Linked DNA regions of Mus musculus: regions 2 and 3 are each linked to region 1. The links are chromatin contacts, called in public promoter capture Hi-C maps. All regions are on one chromosome and are shown on one strand. Each heading gives the region's core, a stretch centred on a gene start, on an enhancer-like site or on the middle of the called end of the contact. The rest is flanking DNA. Distances are from core to core; before and after follow the strand shown.

Evidence for each region. Promoter capture Hi-C pulls out the DNA fragments that hold promoters and counts their contacts.
Region 2: a promoter capture Hi-C map of liver shows a contact between it and region 1, with 4 times the contacts expected there. The contact joins the promoter of Xkr7 here to the promoter of Necab3 in region 1.
Region 3: a contact with region 1 is called in a promoter capture Hi-C map of liver, with 2.8 times the contacts expected there. The contact joins the promoter of Cpne1 here to the promoter of Necab3 in region 1. A contact is called at or near these places in 2 of 39 promoter capture datasets (liver and pre-B cells) and 1 of 115 datasets of contacts at active chromatin or transcription factors (astrocytes).

What each region holds. Positions count from the first base shown.
Region 1 is chr2:154,557,423-154,560,122 of GRCm38.p6, forward strand. It overlaps Necab3 (N-terminal EF-hand calcium binding protein 3), which reads right to left and starts at 1,431. Exons shown (of 13, transcript NM_021546.3): 1 at 1,316-1,431. The coding sequence starts at 1,417. It overlaps E2f1 (E2F transcription factor 1), which reads right to left. Exons shown (of 7, transcript NM_007891.5): 7 at 1,978-2,700.
Region 2 is chr2:153,030,415-153,033,114 of GRCm38.p6, forward strand. It overlaps Xkr7 (X-linked Kx blood group related 7), which reads left to right and starts at 1,438. Exons shown (of 3, transcript NM_001011732.1): 1 at 1,438-2,184. The coding sequence starts at 1,601.
Region 3 is chr2:156,110,490-156,113,331 of GRCm38.p6, forward strand. Cpne1 (copine I) reads right to left here and starts at 1,476. Exons shown (of 16, transcript NM_170590.3): 1 at 1,297-1,476. Rbm12 (RNA binding motif protein 12) reads right to left here and starts at 1,476. Exons shown (of 3, transcript NM_029397.3): 1 at 1,297-1,476.

The DNA of each region.
Region 1 (2,700 bases), core at 181-2,680:
GCTAAGAATCTTCCTGAGAAGCCTTGGAAGCCATATCAGATCTGAATGTTTCCCTCCCCACCCCTCCCCCACCCTGACTTTATGGGTATTCTCCCAAGTCCACACACTATTCTCCACCTACCCTCACTGAACAGGCTCTTTCCCTTGTGCCTGCTTATTTTGGGTGTTCTGGTTTTCCCACTAGTATGTGAGGGAGCAGCTTAGAGTTTAACCCTTTCAGGGCTGGGACCTCTTATAAGGCCAATTCATCATGAAGACTGTGGGCATCTGTGTGTACACATTTGTGTAAGGAACAAGGAGGGTGGCAACGGCCCGTAGATTTTATTTGTAGAGGCAATGATGAAACAGACAAGTTCAAAGCCTAGACAGAACTCATAGAGCCCAGGGTCCTGAATGCTAAACTCTTCCACCCAACTCCCTCAGGGTCACTAGGCTAATCAACCAATATAACCCTTAGGCTGACTCAGAGAAAGGGCTGCTACTGGATTGGGATCACACAGCAGCTCAACGCAGCCGGGCTGGGGTAATTTGGATGGGAGTGGGGCAGGAGAGCTAAGCTTGAATGAAGATACTCCATTCATACCCCAGGGTGCCTCCTGACCTGAAACATGCCTCCTCAGGCTTGAAGGACCATGGTCAAGGTGCTGAGTCACTAGGGCATTGGGGAGGGGGCACAACAGCCTCTTACACTGGCAGGGACTTCTAGAATAGGGGCAGAAGAGAGCCAGGACTTGCTGAGCACATAGTAGAAGGGGGAAAGAGAGGCGCTCAGAGCTAGGGCTCCTGCACTTGGAGTTTTGCCTCTAGCTAGGTAAGGTAGCACAGGAAGATTGCACAGCGATCTGAGACAGGGTAGGATGCTCTACATCTACAAAAGGGGGCTCAAGGCCACCTGCTGCCCATGAGAGGAGTCCCTTACCAACTGTAAGACTCTGCCACCCTTGATCAGGCCTGAGGCTTCCGGGGCAGGACAGAGCTCCTTCAAGGTCTAGGTAGGCTCCCCTGTCCTATCAGCCCAGCCGGGGCTGCCATGGAGCAGGCTGCTGTGACTGAGTGTTGGCAGTCCCCAGCCCCAGTGGACACAATTAGGGTGAGGGGCAGTACTGCTGAGAGACAAGGAGAGACACGGAGCGGCACAGACAGCACAAGAAATGCAATGGCAGGAAGACAAAAAGGCAGGAGGATCACAACAGCAGGGTCACAGATAGTCTAGGAGAGGGACCGAAGCAGGACCAACAGATGTGGAGGGAGAGACAGGGACATGGAAGACTGAGACCTAGGGAGCCTGATGCCCGCCCGCCGGTGCCCCACTCACGTCCTGGAAAAGCGCGTGTCCCGCGGCAGGCGCAGAGTGTCGCGGCTGCTGGGGCGCAGGTGGCCCGAGCAGGCACACAGTAAGCAGCCCGGCGCACGCCATGGCTCGGAGGCTTGCAAGGCTGCGGGTTGCGGTTACCAGGCCGCCCAGGCTGGCTGGGGGCGGGGCGCGCGCCCATTGGCCCAAGCATGGCCCCGCCCCCACCTGGCCTCGGTTTCCCCGCCTGGAAGAGGCTTCCAAAAGGAGTCACCCCAGAAGTCACTGGCAATGACATCTTGCCAGGAGTCCCACAGGAACCGGCGCTCCACCCAGTCGGGTGTGGGCAGGCAAAGCTCTAAGTGCAGGAGCCCTAATAGATCAGACCCACAAGCGTTTTATATCTGGACATCTGCACTTCCCTGTCAAATGAGGATAATAGCCTTCCCCCTTAGCCCCCAGGTTGTAAAGAAGTAAGCTTTGTAGATGCTCAGCTCAGAGGACTTCCATCTATGCTTTAACACAAGTCATGGATTGCCAATCACCCCTTCCTTCTCCCAGATCTCTGCCCCAGCACCTTTCAGGAAACTCTCCCTGGTCTTCTACTTACAAGGCCTATAGGGAGGGAACAGCAGCTGCAAGCGTAGGCCCACGCACATACACACAGGAAAGCATTCGACACAAACACAGTTCACTGTGTTGCATCTTTACTAATGTTCAGAAGGTGCACAGCAAGCTGACTCTGACGCTCCCTCTTCTGTACTTAGGTCCCAAGCATAACTCCCTACCCACCATTGGGTCAGTTTTCTTCTCAAGGGGTTACAAACTGAAAGGAAATTAAGTCAGATAGGAAGAGGGAGTGAACATTCCCTCCAACACTAGCCTCACTCTGGCTGGCGGAGAGTTTCAAACCCAGCCCTAACACCATCAAAACATTTATTAAAATCAAAGCAGGAGGGAACAGAACTGTTAGGAAACAAATCAAAGTGCAGACTGGAGGGTGGGGAGGACAGCAGAGGAGCACTCCAGCCATAGGAAGGACGCATACCCACCCCTCCTGGCCGCAGTCAGCCAAGGCCCTCACGTACCCTCCCCATCTCAGATCCCCTGGATACATGCGGCTGGAGTACTGGTACAAAGGGACTGTTTCTCCAGCCCATCCATGGCTGTCAGTCTGTCTCCCTCTCCCTTTCCCAATAAATAAACTGCTTGGGCCTCAGCAACTCTTGGGTAGGGATCCTGCCCTTGCTTCAGAGAACAGGGACTTAAGGTATCACCCATGCCCCCCACCCTTTGCTTATCCCCCCAGGCTTGCCAGAGGCCTCGATAAATAAATAAACGCTCCATTAAAGCTTCGATCGGAAAACTTTTAAGCAGTGCTCTTGCTGCCCTGCAAACCCAGCCAGGCA
Region 2 (2,700 bases), core at 188-2,687, 1.5 Mb before region 1:
TTCTTTAGGAGTGATGAGTCTTTCTGACTGAAACCTCTAGCCTCCTGACAGCCTAAACATGGGCTGCTGGCCTCCAATCCACCTTGGAAAACTCCCTTAGCCCTTAACACCTCCCCTCTGCTTTTAGCTTTAGGCAACAGCTGGTACCCCAACCTCCCAAGCATCACTGAGACCAAAACGGTCCCTGGACACGAAAGGGAAGCCAGGCTGCAGGACAGCAGATGGCTGCTCCACCCAGCCCAGGGCAGCTGTCTCTTCTATCTTCCCTGTCACTCTGAGGCAGGGTGGTCCTTCCACCTCACTTCCTCCCCTCCTCACTCTTCCTCACTCCCTTGAGTTTTCAAAGCCTATTCGAGAGCCACGTTTGAATTTGTTTCTAACACTATGTGATTTTAAGCCACTAAATGTATCTTTTGACTCTATGTTTTCTCATCTATAGAATGGGCAGAACAATATAGACCATATAAATTGTGAGACTAAAATGATTAGCGATTCCTCATTGCTTAGAATAATGACAAAGAAATGGTTCAGTGTCCTAGGATATCCCATCCAAGCCAAGGTGTAGTTGTGTGGGAGTACTCAGGCACATGAGAGACCCCTAGCTCCTCTCATGGACTGTGTTTATAATGTTCCTCTGTTCTCTCCAGTTCCAGGCTGCTGCTTTGTGATCCCTGCTCCACTTTGGCTGCCAAGTCTTCTTGCTAAATCCTGACCTAGCCACCTAACTCCTCAGCTGACATTCTGCAGCAGGTGCCCCCGTTGTCACCTTCTGGCCCTTCAGGGTCCAATCCATCGGAAATCGCCAGTTTTATCGTTCTGCACCCCCACCCCCTCTTCCGGACATCCTAGAAAATGTGGCCTCCAGTGGTGATGGGAGTAGCTGTTTGCACTTGCTCTTTCCTTCCCAAGGGGTTCCCTCCCATCCCTTTCCTCTGCCTTGCCTAATCAGGCTAGTGGCCAGATGAACGCGGTTCCTAAAAGAAAGGTGATCGAGAGACCGAGAGACCGCAACTCAGAGAACCGCAGTTTCTCAGCTTGAAAAAGACAATGAGAAAAGAGATCTCTCAAGATCAAAGGAGGGGATGAAACAATAAGTGAACACGGGGGAACTAGGAAGTGGCGTTGGAAGGAGTGACTGCTAACGGGTTATGGCAGGTGCCCAAGCAGCTGCCCCCACCCCTGTCCTTTTATTCTCAGACCTCGGCCTCCCACCCTCCTGGGACATTGCAAGACCCAAACCACCGGAGGTACCACAGGAGATCAATGGAAAAGGAGAGGATAGGGCGGGGGCAGTCAAAGGGGGAGGCCAGAGGCAGAAAGCATGTGGTTGGGCCCCACGCCTCCGAGGAAGCCATGCGAGGGTGACCTGGGATGCTCTCCCCACCCCGGCCCCCTCCCTTCCCAGGGGGCGGCCCACATCCAGGCCGGAGCCCGGGCGGGGCGGCGCCGGCAAGGATGAATAATTGAGGTAGAGGGGAGGAGGAAGAGGAGCGGCGGAGGAAGAGCGGGAGGCGGGAGCCGCCCGCGCAGGGTCCTCCCCACTCCGCACCCCACCCGCTCCGCCGCCCGGAAGTCGCTCCCCGCCTCCTGCTCCGCCAACATGGCCGCGAAGTCGGATGGAGCGGCGGCCGTGGCCGGCCCGGGGCCCGAGGGGCCGGCGGGAGCAGATCGGGGCGGGGCGGGAGGGCGCGGGGAGGCTGCGGCGGGGATCGCGGGCCCGGGACCGGTGGAGGCGGGGTGCCCGGGGCCACGCTACGAGCTGCGGGACTGCTGCTGGGTGCTGTGCGCGCTGCTCGTGTTCTTCTCCGACGGCGCCACCGACCTGTGGCTGGCGGCCTCCTACTACCTGCAGGGTCAGAGCACCTACTTCGGCCTCACCCTGCTCTTCGTGCTGCTGCCCTCACTGGTCGTGCAGCTGCTCAGCTTCCGCTGGTTCGTCTACGACTACTCGGAGCCCGCGGGGACCCCGGGACCCGCCGTCAGCACCAAGGACAGCGACATAGTCGGAGCCGCCATCAGCACCAAGGACAGTGCTGTCGCCTTCCGGACCAAAGAAGGTAGCGCGGAGCTGGTCCCCCGGCCCGCACCATCCTCGGCCGGCACCTACCGCCGCCGCTGCTGCCGCCTCTGCGTCTGGCTACTGCAGACCCTCGTTCACCTCCTGCAACTCGGCCAGGTCTGGAGGTAGGAAAAGAGCAGGTGAAGGAAGCTTGAGTCTGGGAGTGGGATGCCGCCCCAGATCTGCTCTGGCCTTTCTAGCCCGCCCTGCTCCTGTCCTGACCCTCACCCCGACCCACTCCATTGCCGCTCTCATTTCTTTGCAGTCAGCTCCTCACCTCTGCAAAACTCTGTTGGAACCATAGCTTTGATCTGGCTAATGGGGCAAGATGGGGTCAGAGATTCTGAGTGATGTATGCAGAGAACAAGGGGACACTTGGAACAGGACCACAGCGATCCTTCCAGTCCTGACCCTTCCCCCATGTCCAGGTACCAAGCCTCGACTTAGGAAACCACTCAGAAGTCCTCCCTACCACTCACAGGCACTCAGTTTAGAATTGCAGCCCACCCCAACATCCTGGAAAAGGCAGCTAAATGACTATCCCGCCCAAACTTTCTGGTTTTGTAGAGAAAGGGCCTGGGGTGAACCCAATTCAGCACTGGTTAGCTCCTACTTCCTAAGGAGCTCCACAGTGCCGTCCC
Region 3 (2,842 bases), core at 226-2,725, 1.6 Mb after region 1:
AGATTTTTTTGTAGGATTTTTTTCCAACTGCAAACGCTCTTTAACATTTTAACAGTATACAATGGTTAACAAGGTCCCGGACAATTTTTGTTTCTAAGACTGAAGTTCACCAAAAATTACAGCTCAAACTATCCAAAAAGCCCTGAAAGAAATAGTCTCTCCCTTGAGTTGCCATCCATCCTAGTTTTTTCCCACCAAGTCATATAATAAGATTCGCATCAACTTAAATCTTAACGTACACAATAAAATGGTTTCTGCCAACTGCACACACTCAGTCATCTCGGAATCTAGGAGCCAAGAAGGCTTTAGGACCCAGAATACTTCTGCAACACAGCCTGTAATTCGCAACTTTATCTACCAGAATGAATGGATCTTTAGCACTTGAATAAACCACAGGGGACTCCTTAGAACTTCCAATAAAACACACACTTAGGTTACTAACTCGCTTACTAACACGGGCACTCCAACCTGCTACGTTAGTCCATACCCCAATACTAACCTGTAGATCTTTAAAATGCCTTTCCTTCTATTTTACGCGGCTGCAAAGTGGCGCCGCCAACCTTCAGACAGTAAGTAAGCTATCTAAGACACCCACCCTCCTTCCTCCAACTCCCAAAGGTGCTGCAGATAGCAGCCCCTCCCCTAGTTGGGAATCAAGGACCAGCCATCCTAGCTACAATTCTTCAAGCCTCTCCGACCTACAGGGCGGCTCCAATCACCTACACTTAGGAAGCCCCTCCTCAGCGCTAGACCTAGGAAGCTATACACTGCAATCCCTGCACCTCCAGGCCCTAAAAGCGACCGGTTCCCAGCCTCCCAGGACACCTTTCCTCCCCATAGGAATGTCCCTAGTGTAGTCCACTTTTGCAGGTCATAGGCCACTAGGACCTCTTCACTTCGGGGCAGAGGTGAGAGTTAAAACCTCGTTCCCGCTTAAAGCCAACGAAGCCTTCCCCACTAAGCGTGCAGGCGTTTTCATCGCAATCCCCCCCCCCCCGACCCGGTAGTTCGCAGGCCGCGAGGCCACCCGATGCTGGCCGCTTCCCCTCTCAGGACCACCGGGCATCCCCGCTAAGGCCCTGCTCCCACTTCGGCACGCAGACTCCACCTTTCGCATCCTCGGAGGCCCCGGAGCGTGAGCGGCGCCCCAGGACCCCCGCAGCCCCGCCGCGACCCTTTGTGTTGGGCGCTCGCGGCCGCGGGCTCCGAGGCCTGGGAAGGCCCCGCCCCGAGGCACCAAGGAGGCGGCTCGAGCCCCGCACAGCCCCGCCCGTTCCGGGGCTGCGGGAGTCTTACCGGGGAGAGCTTGCGCGGCACCAGAACCCAGACCCGAGTTACCCCCCGCGCGAGTGCCTCAGCCCTGCGGCCGACAGCCCCAGCCCGAACGGCTTTCCCGGAGCCCACTGCAGCCAACACCTCCACAGCCGCTTCACAAAATGGCCGCCCGCCCGCTCCGGCGCTCCGCGTTCCCGGAGTAGGCGGGGCGCCGCTGCCGACGTCACCTGATGGGAGACGCAGGCGCGCTGAGGATTTGGGGTGGGGGCAAAAGCTCGGAAGTTGCAGGTATTTGTGGTGAACCCGGTATTTTAGTAGCTGTTTGCAAAGTCAGACCTGAAGCTATTGTCCAAGGTTCCTTGCAGAGCTTTTAAAGTACAGGCTCCTTTGGCTCTTGGAGACCCCCGTGAAGGGAGAAAAACAATGCCTTCACTGCAGAACTGTCTTGAGGATTAAACGCACCAAGAAGCAAAAGCTTGAACCTTTTTTTGACTATTGAAAAAAAAAAAAATGGGAGGCAGAGGCAGGCGAATTCTGAGTTCGAGGCCAGCCTGGGCTACAGAGTGAGTTCCAGGACAGCCAGGACTATACAGAGAAACCCTGTCTCGAAAAACCAAAAAAGAAAGAAAGAAAGAAAGAAAGAAAGAAAGAAAGAAAGAAAGAAAGAAAGAAAGAAAGAAAGAAAGAAAGAAAGAAAGAAAGAAAGAAAGAAAGAAAGAAAGAAAGAAAGAAAGAAAGAAAGAAAGAAAGAAAGAAAGAGAAAGAAAGAGAGAGAAAGAAAAGAAAGAAAGAAAGAAAGAAAAAGGAAGGAAGGAAGGAAGAGAAAGAAAGAAAGAAAGAAAGAAAGAAAGAAAGAAAGAAAGAAAGAAAGAAAGAAAGAAAGAAAGAAAGAAAGAAAGAAAGAAAGAAAGAAAGAAAGAGAAAATAATCCTGCTTGGCAGTGGTGGCACAAGCCTCTAATCCCCGCACTTGGGAGGCAGAGGCAGGCAGATTTCTGAGTTTGAGACCAGCCAGCACTACACAGAGAAACCCTGTCTTAAACACACACAGAAAGAAAGAAAGAAAGAAAGAAAGAAAGAAAGAAAGAAAGAAAGAAAGAGAGAGAGAGAGAGAGAGAGAGAGAGAGAGAGAGAGAGAGAGAGAGAGAGAGAGAGAGAGAGAGAGAGAGAGAAAGGAAGAAAGGAAGGAAGGAAGGAAGGAAGGAAGGAAGGAAGGAAGGAAGGAAGAGAAAATATTCTTCTGCCATGGGGCTGGAGAGATGTCTCAAAGGTTAAAAGCTCATACTGCTCTTCCTGGCATCTTAAATTCTATGAGCTACATGGAGTGGCTCACAACCTCCTGTAACTCCAGCCTCAAATCTGACTCCCTCCTCTGGCCTCTGTAGGCAGCGACACTAATATGTACAAACTCTCACACAGAGACATTAATAAAAATAAATATAAAAAGAGTAAAATATCTTTCAATATTTCCTATAATCCCCAGTATTTGATTATACAGGGAGACCTAGGCTCTACCAGACTCTGCCCCTTGATTTTGTGTGTGTGTGTGTGCGAGAGAGAGAGAGAGA